Linked DNA regions of Mus musculus: regions 1 and 2 are each linked to region 3. The links are chromatin contacts, called in public Hi-C and HiChIP or PLAC-seq maps. All regions are on one chromosome and are shown on one strand. Each heading gives the region's core, a stretch centred on a gene start, on an enhancer-like site or on the middle of the called end of the contact. The rest is flanking DNA. Distances are from core to core; before and after follow the strand shown. Region 1 has its middle 7.5 kb from the start of Gm32990. Region 2 overlaps Gm33045 (predicted gene, 33045). Region 3 has its middle 26 kb from the start of 4930526H09Rik.

The links. Hi-C and Micro-C count contacts between places; a contact is called where the count stands out from the background. HiChIP or PLAC-seq counts read pairs in DNA pulled down with a chosen protein or histone mark.
Region 1: a contact with region 3 is called in an H3K4me3 HiChIP or PLAC-seq map of bone marrow-derived macrophages, with 4 times the contacts expected there. The contact joins two enhancer-like sites. A contact is called at or near these places in 1 of 484 Hi-C or Micro-C datasets (bone marrow-derived macrophages) and 4 of 115 datasets of contacts at active chromatin or transcription factors (bone marrow-derived macrophages, embryonic basal ganglia, microglia and 1 more).
Region 2: a Hi-C map of myocytes shows a contact between it and region 3, with 2.4 times the contacts expected there. The contact joins two enhancer-like sites. A contact is called at or near these places in 1 of 15 datasets of contacts at CTCF or cohesin (the NIH/3T3 cell line), 4 of 484 Hi-C or Micro-C datasets (the C2C12 cell line, cerebral cortex, embryonic fibroblasts and 1 more) and 1 of 115 datasets of contacts at active chromatin or transcription factors (pancreatic cancer cells).

Annotation. Positions count from the first base shown.
Region 1 is chr13:110,559,577-110,562,825 of GRCm38.p6, reverse strand. No RefSeq gene overlaps it. Among named protein-coding and RNA genes, the nearest start is that of Gm32990, 7.5 kb to the left of the region's middle. Within about 2 kb of position 1,830, at least 31 of the 459 cell types and tissues checked have an H3K27ac peak or open chromatin away from gene starts, as enhancers often do. A contact at or near this core is called in bone marrow-derived macrophages and microglia, where this site is marked.
Region 2 is chr13:110,631,892-110,635,153 of GRCm38.p6, reverse strand. It overlaps Gm33045 (predicted gene, 33045), which reads right to left. Exons shown (of 6, transcript NR_167735.1): 4 at 3,235-3,262. Among named protein-coding and RNA genes, the nearest start is that of Gm33045, 6.3 kb to the right of the region's middle. Within about 2 kb of position 1,688, at least 24 of the 459 cell types and tissues checked have an H3K27ac peak or open chromatin away from gene starts, as enhancers often do. A contact at or near this core is called in the C2C12 cell line and myocytes, where this site is marked.
Region 3 is chr13:110,928,324-110,931,220 of GRCm38.p6, reverse strand. No RefSeq gene overlaps it. Among named protein-coding and RNA genes, the nearest start is that of 4930526H09Rik, 26 kb to the right of the region's middle. Within about 2 kb of position 1,445, at least 66 of the 459 cell types and tissues checked have an H3K27ac peak or open chromatin away from gene starts, as enhancers often do. A contact at or near this core is called in the C2C12 cell line, bone marrow-derived macrophages, microglia and 1 more, where this site is marked.

The DNA of each region.
Region 1 (3,249 bases), core at 581-3,080, 370 kb after region 3:
TCAGTAAAGCTCTAGCAGAATTGAGTTTCTTCTTCTTCTTTGTACGTGGTGTGATTTTGAGCTTTTTTTTTTCTCTATATTTCACTGTCACTTGCCCAGTGTGTCTTTTTCTGCCACGTGACCTGACATAGGTCATTACAGGAAACCTTGCTGAAACACTAAGTTGTAGACAGGAACCTTTCTTGACGTCATGATATATATTTAGCCATGCTTTCTGTCTTTTAAAGGGGTATTCAAATCCACTGTAGCCCCCTCTAGAATACCATGCTGGCATGCTCCTCCAACTCAAAGCATTGGGTAATTTCTTTCCAGGGTAGCAAGGACAAGTTTGAAAGAATCTGGCTTTGCATCCTACCAGCTTACATTCATTTACTGGGTAACATAGCTGACCTTGAATTCACTACGTCATAGGCCAGGCTGTTCTCAAGTTCATGGTCCTCCGGTCTTAGCCTCTCATCTTTAGTAGAAGTATTTCAATGTATTGGGAAATGAAGAAAATAGTTAGGGTTTAAACTGAGCATTGAGGCTGGAGGAACACACTGGTCAAACTAGAGAGTCTCAGAAACAACCAGACTGTACCCAGCTTATAAGATCTGTGGGGGTGGGGGTGGGGGGACAACAAAAAACAAAAACAAATGCCAGCTCACAGCTCTTTCTTTTTATCTTGCTCGTAAGGAGGCAAGAGAGTTTGATTCAATTCCCAGATCACACTGACAAAGAAACTTACTGGACAGGGCCCTCATAGACCCCACCTTTCCCTGAGGGACAATGGTAATTAAAGGTTTCTGGGGAGAAGGTGTCATTTTCTCCAGTGGTGAGTCAGCCCTTGCTCTGGTAAACAACCAGCCATGCTCAGGGTAGAAACTGATTAGACTCAGTGGAGGGCACACAGAACGAAGAGATGAAAGTAGGAGGGCACTAGATGGGGGGGGGGGGATAGGAGAGGGGCGATGAAGAGAGAGGGGGAGGAGGAGAGAAGGTTCCACTACACGATGGACAGGGATTGGAAAAGGGCAAGGAGAAGAAGCAATATGAAGTTAGGGAAATTCATTATATAAATGAATGAAATTGTCAATTTAAATGAAGAACATGCCCCCGGTGGGAGATTAACATCCTTACAAGTCAGGTTTTATTTCTGATGTTTCAGATAAACGAAGAGGAACCCAGGCTCCCTTGTGAAGACCTAGGGTTTGATACCTCCGATGGGCCACGATGGAAATGAAAGCTTAGGAAACAAAGAAAAACCTAAACTAAACTAAAACCAGCTTTGTTTCCTTTATGCACATAGGTCAGTTTCAAAAGTAAGAAAAGGATGCATGGGGTAGCCGCTAGAATCATCGTCCAGTTATGAAGTTCATCTTGTCCATCTCTGGCTATATAGTTCTTAAGAAACCCGAGGAGCGAAATAAGGAAATACGGTGCATTATGCAAAAGAAGTTATGATTAGCTACAACAGCAAGCAGGACCTCAGTCCTAGGCCGATTCTTATCTCATATCAGCAACTAGACATTCAAAGCCAATATCCAACCAGGAACCGCGGAGCAATGGTAAACGGAAGTGCTTAGAGTTCCTGCTTAGAAGCATTGATCGTCAATTCCCTCTGGTTCCTTTGCACAGAATGCAATAGAATGGCCCAGTCTCCATCCATCATTAAGGGGCTAACTTGAGATAATTTAGCTTTCTATGTTAAACATTTTATTTGTGTGTATTATGTGAAGGTGTGTCTGTTTACACAGGTACATTCCAGCCATGTCTCCAGGCTGTATGCCTCCGCGTGCACCAGGCTTGCCAGCCCTGGAGGTTCCTGGGATTTTCTTGTCTTCTTTTCTCAATGTAAGCATGATGCGATTACCCATCCTCACTAATTTATTTGACATTAATTTGCGTTTCGGGATCTACACTCCAGCCTCTAAGCTCGCACAAGTACTTTCACCCACTGAGTCATGTTTAAAAGGAGCCGAAGCAGGCGTTCTCTTACACGGAGAGCGAAGCTTGCCAGGGAGGAAACTGCAGAAGCAAAACCAAAACAGACGGAGAAGTTCCGAGTGTCCTTAAGAAGTTTGTACTGCCTGAGTTCCTCTTACATAAGTGCCTGCTGTTTTGGGCTAACACGGGGCTGAGGAACAGAGCTCCTGTGGAGAAGGTCTACATCTATGCGTGCTATGGTTTGACTCAGTGTAACCTACAGGCCCGTGTGGAGGCTTGATCCACAGCGGAGGTGGTGTTGCCTTTAGGTGGTGCAGGCAAATGGCAGGCCTTAAGCCAATGCGGGCAAGGCACTTAAGGGGATGTTGGACACCTAACCCATTCCCTTCCTCCTTGCTCTTTGCTTCACAGACATCATGAAGTGAAACGCTTGCTCCACCATGTTCTCCAATCTGATGTGGTCTCACTATCCTCAGACCCAAACTTGAATTGAAACTGTGAGAGAAATAAACTTGTCTTGGTTAAAAGTTGATTTATGTCAGGATTTTGTTAAAGTAAGAGAAAACTGACTAGCACAATATGCATACTTAGATGTACGTATATGTGTGTATACACACACATGCATGGGTATGCAGACATATGCATGTATGTATGTGTATCGGTGCTAGGGGATATAGGGTCAAAAGAAAAGATGTTTAAAAGAGTGTATGAGTTATATGTTCCCTTTTCGAAAATAGAATTCCAATTCTTTGGTTTGTGCATCATATATAGTATCCCATATAGGTAATGTTTTTTCTTATAACTCTTTACTTTGTCACGCACACAGTTTCTTTTCTGTCTTTCGGCTGTTAAAATAGCAAATAATCCAGGTTTACTTTTGCCCAGCTTCCTTCTTTCATCTTATATGTCATTGCTTATATGTCATTGCTAGCATTTTTTCCCCCAGAGCTTGGGCCTGTTGTCTCAGCAACTGCTTTCCCCTCTGCTCCATCATTTATCAACGGCACTGGTTTTGCTTCTGTGTTTATTTTCCTTGAGTCTCAGAGGATGACTTTTCTGGAGACCAGAATGTCATGTATGCCCAGTGTCTCATAGAACTTCTTGCATATAAAAATAAAGATAGTTACATACATTGTTGGCAAACAGAAAATCTGAGCAGTAGATGAAATACTGAACAACATATGACATATATGCAGGATATTTCTCGGCTGTGGTATACTTGTTGACCCTATACAAAGCCCTAGATTTGATTTCTAGAACATCAATGAAATCTTTACATGTCAAAAAGAGTTAGTAAACCAGAATTATGCCTAGAATATAAGG
Region 2 (3,262 bases), core at 439-2,938, 300 kb after region 3:
TTCTCCCTGCATGCATTCTTCTTTGACACTCCAGGACCCCGTGACTCTGTGGAGTCTCACCAGATAGTCTAGTACAGACTCCTTAATTTAGGTCAATGAATTGACAAAGTTAATTTCATCTCCAACCTTCAAGTTTAAATTGTATCATTTGTAATATCCAAGGGTGTTACCTCTGGAAGTACAATAGAACCAAAGATTTAGAGGAGGTTGCTGAGAAACTAAACCTGAATACCTATCCATGGAGTCTCTACAAAGGAGCTTTTGGATGTCCTTACTCACTTGGTGAAGAAATTTATTTAAATGAGATTCCTTTAGTGGAATTCTAAACAGGTCACATCACAGACTGAATGCTTCTACTAGACATAGCTACTATGTCCACTTGGAATGTCTACATTTTAACCTCCCCTAACGGAATTCTACATTTAATTTTAAAATTAGCTTAAATTCTTCTTGGCCCAGGGAGTGGTACTTTTAGGAGGTGTGGCCTTGTTAGAATAGATGTGGCCTTTTAGGAAGAAGTGTGTCACTTTGGACATAGGCTTTGAGACCCTTCTCCTAACACCCTGAAAGCCAGTCTTCTGGAGGCCTTCTAATCCAGATACAGAACTCACAGCTCCTTGTGCACCATGTCTGCCTGGATGATGCCATGTTTCCTGCTCCGATGATAATGGACTGAACCTCTGAACCTGTAACCAGACACAATTAAATGCTGTTTTTGTAAGACTGGCCTTCCTTGTTCATGGTGTTTGTTCACAACAGTAAAAAATCAAACTAAGCCAACTCTGAAACATTTTTTATTTTAGCTCCAAAGGGTTCTCTCTTTTTCAAATGTATATCAGATATACACACCATCTTCATCTTCATCATTACTGATTTTACTTATAGCTACTCTATCCCATCCCTTCACACCATTTAGTCATAATTACCATGGTCTTCAGTAATACTTTCCCTGCTCAGTGAGTGTCATTTTCCTTCCCACTCATTTTCATTCCCACTTTGTCTCAGAGGAGTTATCAGCATTCCCAGTTTTCAGATGATGAAATGTGAAATCAAGAGATGAAATTTGGGATTCTGACTCAATCAGCCTGAAAGTGGGAGAGTAAAGTTGAATTCCAAATCTGTCTGACATAAGGCCGATGTTTGTGGACTATTTTTTTTAATATCTCTCCAGAGGACAGCTCATCATTGAATTATAAGCCCCTCTAAAAAGAAGACTGTCTCATCATTTTTCTGAAATCCCCAGGGCAACCCCCACAGAGTTAACCATATGGCAGGGGCCCTGTACACTCATGGGAGGGTCACAAATGTGGGCTGCAAGCAGAAGGGTGCCATTAACACTGTCGATTGCTTCAGCTCTGATTTCTTTTGCTAATGAAGAGATAATGCATCAAGTTAAAGAGGTTCAACCCTTCAAAGGGTTTTTATTGTGTGCCTGTAAAGGATGCTTGGTAGCGTAGGAGAAATGTGGGAATCCCCTTTTCAATTTTTGGAAAGATGACAATATGGCCTCAGCTGGGAAGTCAGCTAGCAAAAACATTGTAGCCAGGAGACTATCAGTTCTTCTAACCACAGAATTTACATAGTTTTGTCATCCAAACAGTTGTCACTAAAACAATCCCAAATAACACCACTCAAAGGAGTGGTGGTGGTGATGTGTTGCTCTCCATGGGCAGGCTTCCTGCTCCCAGAGAGCCCTTTAGGGAAGTTAAGAGCCATTCACAGAGCCCCACCCCAAGATGAAATTCCAGAGCACTTACACTTGTGCCTAATGATAATAATTACGGACCGAAAGGGCTCTTCAATGCTGACAGATGATGCATTTTATTAGCTATGCAGCAAGGTACCATTTCTTTTACCAGAAAGAACATCTCCTAGCTTGAATTACCCAGAGTCTGTTTCTGACCCAGGGGAATATAGATGAAGCTTATCACTTAGATAGTCATGGGCTTCTGTGTTTTCTAAGCCCTCCTTGCGTCTGTGCAGACTGTGGAAGAGGAGCACGTTCATGGGGGTTTTGAATAGCTACTACTACATAAGGTGAGCCATCCGTGTTTGGGCTTGAAGCAGATGAAATGGCATGGAGGGAAAGGGCTGTTACTCTCAAGTAGGCCTCCAGCCAAGATAAGGCTACAGAAACTGGCACAATGAGCAGAGGCACCTGGGGAGGCTTACTGCTCCTGCTTATACATCTTGCTTTGTTTCTGTCCACAGTTCCCAGCCCAGAGCAGGTGTTTGTGGGTTGGATAACCAAGTCTTTCAGCTCACTGGCCCTGGGTTCTCGTTCAGAGCAGACACACTGCTCATGGCAGAATTAAACAGAGCTTTAAAGTTGACACAGCCTTTAGAGTAGCTATTAGTAAACTCCAGTCTTTACCCATATCACTGTATTCATGTGCTCCCTTGAGTCCAGCACTCTGGGTGAAGAATTGAAATTATCATGCACCATGCCCTCAGTACTCTGCTCTAGCTAGATTGCCAGTTAGGACCTCAAGCTTTCCAACCCACATAGCTTCACACGTTGTGCCAGACAAGGAAAGGGTGACTAAAATGGTCATCACTCATCATTGAGACAGGCAGGGCCTGGGAGCCATCTCTCTCGTTGCTTCATTTCCATACATGTCCTATGCAAAAGCAGTGCCTTCTGTTGGCTCCCTTAAGTCACATGACAAATATTTTCTGAGGAAACCATCAGTGAAAAGACCTAGAAACACTGGAATTCTGATTCAAGTCCCTCCACAGTGGGGTCAATTGCTAATGTACAATGTACATCTGATTCTCCATACTGGCTCCGTACTGGCCGAACCACCATTGATAAATATGACACCCCAAATTCTGATCCTGTCAGCACAAGATCTCAGAAGTCGATTTGAACAAACTATAGAATTTTTCAGTTAAGTGGGCATTGGTAGCAAATAATCCCCTCACTGGGATGGTTTGTTTCTTGTTTGTGGTACATGTGCTTTGAAACAGACCAGTGTTATGTACTGGGGAAGAGGAATCATCCAAGCTATGCAGATAGACAGGGGCTCTATTATCTGAAGACACTCCTCTCTCTCTCTCTCTCTCTCTCTCTGTGTGCCAATTTTTTAGACTTGAAAGAGCAGGGAGGAAAAAAACACTGGAAATTTGATTATGAATTTCTTATTGCTAGAACTCCTCCCACGGTGGCAGCTGAGCTGTGGGGCACCGGCTCAGCTAGGAGCAGAGCAGAAATACTTCTGCAAAGACACTGACCTTCTCCAGCAAGACTCTTTCTCATGAG
Region 3 (2,897 bases), core at 196-2,695:
TTTATTTTTCCAGGGCTTGGTTGCCAAGAAATATTGAGGCCTAACTTATAAACACAGTTTTTTTTTTGTTTTTTGGTTTTTTTTTTAACCAACTCTTCATTAGTAATTATTTTACTTACATACTGAGCCTCCAACTTCATTGACCAAATCACACAGTCCTCAAATAATTAGGATGTAAGCATCCAGAGGTCCTCTGCATCTTGAATGCAAATGAGCTAAGGCTTCAGTAAAGATGTTATTTATTTCTACTTCTGCCCATCGTGACTCAATTTTGAGTCTCAGAGATTTTTCTTACTCATGGCCTAGACTTTGTTTTCCTTGTTTTCTGAGACAGGGTTTCTCTGTGTAGCTCTGGTTGTCCAGGAACTCACTCTGTAGATCATGTTGGCTTTGAATTCACAGAGATTCACCTGCCTCTGCCTCCTAAGTGCTGGGATTAAAGGCGTGTGCCATCACCACCTGGCTGTGGCCTAGAATTTTTAAACATGTCCCTTTGGGATGCATTTTGACTCACTCTTCATTTACATGCTAAAGTCATCCTAAGATTCACAAAAAGGGTTGATTGTTTGAGCTTCACTAATTTGCATGCCAAGCTCATCTGGAAAGCCTTCTTGACCAAAAACTACCTACTAAATTGTCCAAGCCCCTGTGAGATTGCCACGATCTTCGGCTACCCAAGAATCATGAGGAAGGCAAAATTGAAGCCTTTCACTATTGTTTGATAAGTTGAATTGTAATATCCCCTAGTAGGTGACAACTCTAAATGAATTTATTCAGTTCACTCATGGGTATTTATTGTATACATACTACACAAAATTTGTTGTTCCAAATACTGGGCTTTGGCTACGAATAAAGCAATCCTTGTCAGTATGTGATTGCTTCTTCTTCAATTAATAATTTTGGGGCCTTTAATTGTTGGTCCTTCTTAATGAGCATGAACATCCTCAACCATCAAGAAGGAAGTGGGGATTGAAAGTTTGGCAGCTTCCGTTTCTTCTCGTGGCTAGTTCATACCCTACCTCAGGCTGGCAACTCAAGAAGCTTATCAATTCTTCTTTCTTTTGTTCAGAAAATGTTAACTCCATCCTATAAATAATAGAAATAGAAGTCCGTTTACTACTTTCCTATAAGCCTATTTATATCCTAGCAGGAAAAACAAATTCTTTTATTTAAACCTTTAGAGTCAATATGACTTTGGGTAAACTGGCTAATCCGGTTTCATTCATAAATTTGTGGGGAAAATCTAATACACTTAGAAGCTGCCCTTCTTTATTATGAATGACTGGAAAGATTCACTCTTATCTTTGAAGAATTCATCTCCTACAGGCTGTCTCCCTTGCAGAGTGCTGCTGATGGCTCCGAAGCTGACCTCAGTGTTAGCAATGCATTCTGAGGCTAGTGAGTCACTTCATGGGAATAGTCATACAGTGTGAGGTCTGGGGTGGCTTCACCAATGTCTCTGCCAACTAGAAATACCAGAGACACTACTATGCTGACTTCACTCCCCATACCCAAATAAGGAGAGGCAGGCCATTGCAAGCTGGACAGGCTTCTGAGCATTTTATGCATAGGAGGTGGGAAGGCTCTGCAGGAACTGGTATGCTGGTATGCCAGGTGACTTCTCCATCTTCTGTATGGTGTGCCTTTCCCAAATACAGACTAGACAGAGTGGAGCAAGCAGACCTCTCCATCTGCAAGAGTTGCTAGCATTTCTTTGAGGGTCTGAGATGGAATAACAGTAACAACAAAATACAAAACTTAAGTGAAGCTTAACATGGTGTTAATTTCCATCACAAGACCCATGTCCTAACTAACTTTAAATCCCTCAGGAGAGATCTTGCCCTTTAAAAATCAGTCATAAGCCATGAGGTCCTTGGTGGTGGAACTGTCTTTTGAATTATTGCATAGTGGTGTTTGCTACTTGCTGGGAGCTTCATAGATATTTGTTAGCTTGACAAACAAGTGAGAAACATTTGTGCAGAAGTTATAAACGAGTCCAGGAATACACAGCGGCAAATCTAAGCTAACGGAATGTGTTGGTTTGCCATTCTCACTGCTGGCCTTAGCCACAACAATCCTGATGTCATCTGCAGGACAGTTTCTGCTGATCAAAGACTGCCTAGCAGAAACAAGCTGGCTGCTGAATTCTTCCTTCTTTGTCTAGACAGTGTGTATGTTGGAGAGGAGTACTTCCTTTGCATGTGTGAGCCATAAACCCACCATCCTTGTGTCTAGACCACTATAAACACTGACAAAAGCACAGCATCCTATAGCCCCAAAGCAAGCCAAGGCTACATTGAATTTGAGATTTTTAAATATCTGTTTTTCAAGATGAATAAGATATTCACAGATTAGGGATTTTCCTAGTGTCTGATATTTTTTTTTTTTTTTGCATTATGCCCACTAAGCCTTTGTCAAGTAGACCTATAAGAAATAAGAGTGTGGTAGGTATAGGATAGGTTGGGAGAAAAGGTTCTAGTGAAGTAGGTGAGGTGATCCTTATTTTGAGCCAGGATTGCCAGATGTGAAACCCTTGGCAGCCACACAATATCAGGCAGATGTACACAAGATCCTGCATGAACATCTTTCTCCATACTACCTCTTACTTCCTTGAAATTGGCCCAACACCCTCTGCAGCCTGCAGTGGGACTCACTGCCCTGCAGCTTGGGTTCAGAGAAGACTGAACCTTCACGATTTCCCAGCTACCCAGAACTGTAGCACTGAAGTAAAATAGGATAAATGCATCATCATTTTTTAAGTTCAAAAAATATACCTCTTTGATCTACAGTTTACTTCTGTATTCTGTATGTGAGCATAATTGTTTTTCTCACCTGTGTTTTTCTGAGAAGTGAAACCCACGAGTGATTGCTCAATAGTAGAATGTCAGAAGGGGTCA